Regions from separate parts of the Sus scrofa genome. Here region 2 is linked to region 1. Evidence: chromatin contacts called from public Hi-C data. All regions are on one chromosome and are shown on one strand. The core of a region is the stretch at or near the end of the contact, and the rest is flanking DNA. Distances in the headings are between cores, read along the strand shown. Region 1 has its middle 36 kb from the start of PLEKHG3. Region 2 holds the start of LOC102158547.

Region 1 (3,031 bases), core at 473-2,972:
TGTTCCAGCCAGTGGGAGCAGCCTGTGCAAAGTCACACAGGTGACCGATGGGACGGCAGAGCCAATCCACTGCCAGTTGTTTGGTGTGGCTGGAACAGAGCTGGAAAACATGCAGAGACCTGGAACAGAGGCAGGTTTGTATGTACAGAACCAGCAGAGCTGACACAGGACCAAAGAACCGGGTGAACCATCAGGCGCCACCAGCCAGGACATCAACCGTGAATGCCAGCATCTCTGTAGAGGTCAATGAGGACTAGAGGACAGCAAGGATCTGGCGCCCAGACCAGCTACCCTCTTTATTATCCCAGAGCTACACACAGAGTAGGGGCGGGTGGGTGCATGAAGGGGTACAGTTACCCGTGGAGAGCAGGTAATAGAGCAGGCAGGGATTGAACGAATATTTATGCAAAAAAGACTGAACTAATTTAATAAAAGAATCTTAAAGTGGAAAAGACTGATTTTTCCTTTAATTGGCAAGTTTAAATTCTCCCACCTAACATGAATCTGTGAAGAAGCTTATATATGTTCTAAGAAATAAAGAGCCTAAATTTTTCTCTTTTTTAATGCACCTGAGTTATAGTATGTAATTTTGACACCTCTAGCTTTTTTTTTTTTCCTTTTTACCGCCACACCTGTAGCATATGGAAGTTCCCCAGCAAGGAGTTGATTCGAAGCTGCAGATACAGGCCAATGCACAGCCACAGCAATGCCAGATCCAAGCCACATCTGTGACCTACACCACAGCTCACAGCAACACCGGATCCTTAACCCAAAGAGTGAGGCCAGGGATTGAACTCATGTCCTCACAGATACTAGTCAGGTTCTTAACCCACTTAGCCACAACAGGAACTCCCATCCCTAGTTTATTTATTTATTTTTATTTATTTATTTGTCTTTTTGCCTTTTCTAGGGCCGCTCCCGCAGCATATGGAGGTTCCCAGGCTAGAGGTCTAATCGGAGCTGTAGCTGCTGGCCTATGCCAGAACCACAGCAGCTTGGGATCCGAGCCACGTCCGCAACCTACACCACAGCTCAGGGCAACGCTGGATCCTTAACCCACTGAGCAAGGCCAGGGATTGAACCCACAACCTCATGGTTCCTAGTCGGATTCGTTAACCACTGAGCCACGATGGGAACTCTGATCCCTAGTTTATTTTTAAGCCATATTTATGAGGCATAATATATACAGAATGGTGCTGTCAGTGGGTCTGGATATTTAATGTCCTAATCCTGTTGGTTCTCTGAAAAGTTTGCTTTTCTTTCCAAGGTGTTCCTTCTTGCCCGTTGGGATACAGAAGCCCTCTTTTCAGATCCCTCCTCCCCCATGTCCCTTCTCTCCTCCTCACCTCCTGGCAGGCCGGACCTCAGCAGCCTGGGTACCTGGGAATCCACTGCACACACTGGTCTCACTCCCTTTGAGCTTCAGGCATCTCCCTTCTCAAACTTTCTCCTCCCCTTTTTCCCCTCTGTTCTGTCACCTTGGTTTCCGTGCCCAGGTATCTCGTGATCTTATTTGCCACAGAGGTAGCCCTGCTGCCCAGCAACCACCCAGCCTCATTTTGTTGATTGGTTTGGGGTTTGTCAACAGTTGGGGTTCTTTCTCACTCAGGGAGGAAGAAGCAAGAAACCTCAGCACTGCAATTTCCTTCTCACCTCATAGCGATGGCGACAGATTCTGAGTCTCCAGGGCAGGGACGGTGTCTTTACATGCCCCGTTGAGTGTTGCTTTCACAGTGGTGAAGAAATAGGAGGTGAAAAGGTAACATAGGAGGGAAGAGCATCTGTGCTTAGGGGCAGGGCTCAATTTGCCTACAAGGGAGGACCTCAGAAGTGTTTCTCTTTCTGGTTGTGTCAGACATTTGCAAGCTGACTGCACCTCTAAGAAGCCACACACCCCTTCATCGCCCTCTACGAGCCTTTGCAAAGGGTCATGCCCAGAGAACTGAATGTCTCCTTGGGTCTCAAGCAGGAAGGGAACTTGCTCTTGGGGGCAGTGGTGGGTGGGGAGCATATGGGAAAGAGAGTACCTGCCAGAAGAGAGTGTGGTTGTGTGATGCTGGCTTTCTCCCTGCATGACAACCCTTCCCTAATGTCACTGACCTTTTTTTTTTGGCCTCCCCAGAGGCATGCAGAAATTCCTGGGGCCAGGGATCAAACATGTTCCAGCAAGTGACCAGAGCCACACCAGCAACAACGTTGGATCCTTAACCTGCTCAGTCACAAGGGAGTACCTGTAGTCAAACTTTTTAATAAAACTGGTACCATCAAAGACCTTAGGCTTTATCCATGCTCCAAAGGCAACAGGGGTGGGGAGGCAGTGTCTGTATTTATTCAATTCCCTTCATGGTTGAGTGATGTGGAATTCAGACTACAGGTTCTAGCCCTAAACTTCTTTACTGACTACCCAAAAGGCTGTGAGGAAGTTACCCAACCTCTCAGTGCCTCAGTCTCTCCATCTGTAAAATGAGGTGATCATAGGAACCAACCCACTGGGTTGTAGCAGAGATGGCATAGGAACCAACCCACTGGGTTGTAGCAGAGATGGAATGAGAGAATCCATATGCATTGGGCACATAAGAAGGGCTCAAAAATAGTAGCTGCTATGATTGTTATTATTATCATTGTCTCAATTAAGCACCAAGGATCCTGAAAGCTCAAGTGAAGCTAAAGAATTCTCAAGTCGCAGGGCAAAGAAACTCACTGACACACTCAATAAAATCAAACCCAGTTCCACTAAAGTGGGTGGTGAAGGCAAAATTCTCATGAGGGTGGGGAAGGGCTGCAGCTTTCCTTGCTGTGAGATTAGGGAGAAATCTCCAGGAGAAGGTGAATTCTGGGGGATGAGAGCTCTAGCCACCTCTTCCCATGCAGACAGTATCCCTGAAACCAGGCTGACCTTGAAAGAAGTGGGTTTCATTTCATTTTTCTTTTAATCAATCTTTCTTTCTTCTTTCTTTCTTTCTTTCTTTCTTTCTTTCTTTCTTTCTTTCTTTCTTTCTTTCTTTCTTTCTTTCTTTCTTTCTCTTTCTCT
Region 2 (3,242 bases), core at 634-3,133, 39 kb before region 1:
TCACCAGCTCGAGAGTCAGCACTAACTAGGGTTTCTATTGCCACCTCCCTCTCATGAATCCCCCACATGCCTAAAACGGAAAGATTTCCATCTAGAGGCTTTAGCAATGATGGCATTAAATAACGTGGGCTCGCCCTGCAGAATTTGGTTGGAGAAATAACAACATAAAAGACTCTCACTAATGGGAGTTCCCGATGTAGCACAATGGATAGGCAGTGTCTCTGGAGCACTGGGATGCAAGTTGGATCCTCCCCCGCCCAGTACTGTGGTTAAGGATACAGTGTTGCCACAGCTGCTGCTTGGGTTGCAACTGCTGCTCTGATCTGATCCCTGGCCTGGGAACTCCATATGCTCTGGGACAGCCAAAGAAGAAGGAAAAAAAAAAAAAGACTGTCACTTACTGAATAGCTCTATAAGCCCTAAGAAGTTAACACATGTTAGCTCACTGTTCAGTCTCATAAAACCATACATGGTAGGTATGATGACTAACTCCACTTTACAGGTGAGAAACACAGGCTCAAAGGAGTTTAGCACCGCAGGAGCTAGCAAGCTGTCAAGCCGGGATCTGAATCCCAGTATATGCAATTCCAAGCCCTGCTCCTCAGTGCTGCAGTGAGTTGCCTGAACTGGGTTTCAAGAGGACATCAGAGATGAGAGGAAATTCCTCCTTCAGTAATTACCAAATATCCCTTCCTCAGGATGCCTCCTAGGCACCCCAATCTGAAACACCCTCTCCCCTCACCCCCATGACAATTCCATCCACCTTCCCCATCAGATTTCACTAATTATCATTAACTTACCTTCCCTTTCAATTGTCTGTTCTGCTTATTGTCTGCTTCCCCCACTAGAAGTCATCCACGAGGCCAATGATTGTTTTTTGTTTGTTTTTTGTCTTTTCTAGGGCCACTCCTGCGGCATTTGGAGGTTCCCAGGCTAGGGGTCGAATCGGAGCTGTAGCCACTGGCCTATGCCAGAGCCACAGCAACTCAGGATCCGAGCCGTATCTGCAACCCACACCACAGCTCACGGCAACGCCAGATCCTTTACCGAGCAAGGCCAGGGATCGAACGTGCAACCTCATGGTTCCTAGTCGGATTTGTTAACCACTGAGCCACAACGGAAACTCCAAGGCCAATGATTGTTGTATGTTTTGTTCACTGCTGTCCCCTGCGTCCAGTGATGCTTCCCCCCCCCCAAAAAAAACCTGTTGAATGAATACTTTAAAATACAGCTAAGAGCAGTGAGTGCAGGAAGCAAAGGAGGACAATCTATCCATTCAGGGGAAGAAAGGAGAGGTGGGAAAAGATGGTGAGAGAACCTGGTCAGGGGCAAGGTGGGGGCTCCAGATGGGACCTCCAAGAGGAAATGAAGGTCTGCCAGGTCCCCTGTGGACTCCAGTAAAGCCTTCCTGCTGGTTAGTAGTAATTTCCAGCTGCCAGGGCCCAAGCCTGAGGACTTCTGCTGGGGAGGGCGGGCTTACCACTCTGAAACAAAGGCCTATGGACATGCAGCTGGCCAGAGAGACAGGACTGCACAGTGGCCGGGTCAGAGGGGGAGCCTGGGATTGTGATGGGGGGGTGGGGGTGGCTGCTAGTGAGGAGCTGAAGACAGCCCTCAGTGCAGCTGCAAAGGCAACACACACAAACCCCGTCCGCCCAGCGCCCAGAGTCCCCTCCACACAACAGGGAATAGCTAGATGGTTTCACCAAGAACCCTTCAAAGTCAGTGCTTAGCCTGGGCTGGCAGCAACCCCCCCACCCCACCCCCAGGCGTGGAATCTGAGCTTTCGCAAGGTTCTGAGAGGAGAGTGGGGCTGAAGGCGCAAGCCATACATCTGGAACATAGGTCCTCTTCCCCTCCTGCCCTTGTCATCTCTCAGGCCATGGCCTTTGGCCACCTCCAGTGTAAACACAGTGACCCGGGGATAGCTGTGGATCTGGTAAAGCAAATGTTTACTCTGGAGCTGAAATACTAGAGGCCAGGGTATAAATGTCCACTATTGGCTCCTGGTTATCTACTCTCTCCTTGGCACATATGGGACACATGCACTAAATTGTAAAGCTCTCGAGCCCCGCCCCACCGTTGCCAGCCACAGTGAGCCCTTTATTCTGCACAGGAGTTTTTGCAGCTCTCTCCATGTACAGGACACATTTTGATCCTTACCAGAGCCTCTGAGGAAAAGCAGGCAAGGACCCAATTCTATTCATGTGGAAACTGAGTCAGAGAAGATATGTGACTTGCTCAGGTCATGTTGGAGAAAGCACAGATTCGACAGTGAGGAAATCTGAGTTTTGGCCCCTATTTGGCCAACAGGAGGAACCAGGCTCCCATCTCTGGGCTCTGCTGCCTTCATGGGCAGGGGGCATAGGCTCATCTCAGGTGCCTTCCAGCCCAAATGACTCTATCAATCCCTGATGCCACAGAGTAGAGCCAGGACTAAAACTCAGGCAAAATCCTGTGCTGGACTCCTACCCAGGCCTGGGGTTGTCCCACTATCCCAGATATGCCACTTCTAATAACAGGCAGTAGGAAAGCTCATGGCAGCTCCTAGGCAAACCCCCTCCCTCTGACTCAGTTCAGCCCATGCCCACTCCCTGCCTCATCACCAGAGCAATATACCTGGGGAGCCAAGGGGTTGCCCGGCCTTCTGGGAAGGGAAGGGGGCAGCAGAGGCAGGAGTGTTAACAGCAGGAGCAGGACCACAGCGAAGAGGGTGAACAGAGAAGGGGTACACCTCTTTGCGGTTCTTATTCTCTAGGTTTTCTGCTGGAAATGATTGGGGTGAAGTCACTCAGGATTCCACTCCGAATCCAGCATAGGAGAGGCTGGAAAGGCACTTTCCTGAAGGGAGGCAGACAAAATGCTCTGTGGGAAGGCCTGGGGGCTGTCATTACTCTCCCTGCTTATTATTTCTTAAGCAAGGCCGGTGTGGCTGGGCAGCGCACAGAGGCAGGGCTGAGGAGACCCTGGGAACTCCCAGCCCGGGGTTCCCTGTAGGGTGATGCAGTCCAGATCGTCTCTTGGGAGCCCCAGAACAGGAGACCGGCCCTTTCATCTGCCAACAGTTTAGTGAGTGACTTCAAGGGTGCAGCTCTTAACAGTGGCCACTAACATCGCCCCACCCCAGGCCACACCCCTCCAGCCTCCCCCACTATTACAGTTCCCATTCGGTTCTTCCTTTTGTTTTCAAAAGCAGCTCCAAAGAGTAAAAAGCAGCTCCCTAAAAAGTCTTGAAATTTTCA

What was found. A called contact is a pair of places that touch in the nucleus more often than the background predicts.
Region 2: a contact with region 1 is called in a Hi-C map of blood, with 2.2 times the contacts expected there. The contact joins the promoter of LOC102158547 here to the enhancer-like site in region 1. A contact is called at or near these places in 1 of 5 promoter capture datasets (liver), 8 of 47 Hi-C or Micro-C datasets (blood, liver, retroperitoneal adipose tissue and 1 more) and 2 of 2 datasets of contacts at active chromatin or transcription factors (alveolar macrophages and skeletal muscle).

What each region holds. Positions count from the first base shown.
Region 1 is chr7:88,726,507-88,729,537 of Sscrofa11.1, reverse strand. No RefSeq gene overlaps it. Among named protein-coding and RNA genes, the nearest start is that of PLEKHG3, 36 kb to the left of the region's middle. Within about 2 kb of position 1,722, at least 11 of the 83 cell types and tissues checked have an H3K27ac peak or open chromatin away from gene starts, as enhancers often do. A contact at or near this core is called in retroperitoneal adipose tissue, where this site is marked.
Region 2 is chr7:88,765,391-88,768,632 of Sscrofa11.1, reverse strand. It overlaps LOC102158547, which reads left to right and starts at 1,883. Exons shown (of 4, transcript XM_021100073.1): 1 at 1,883-1,944. The coding sequence starts at 1,883. The region is part of intron 1 of PLEKHG3 (pleckstrin homology domain-containing family G member 3); the gene reads right to left.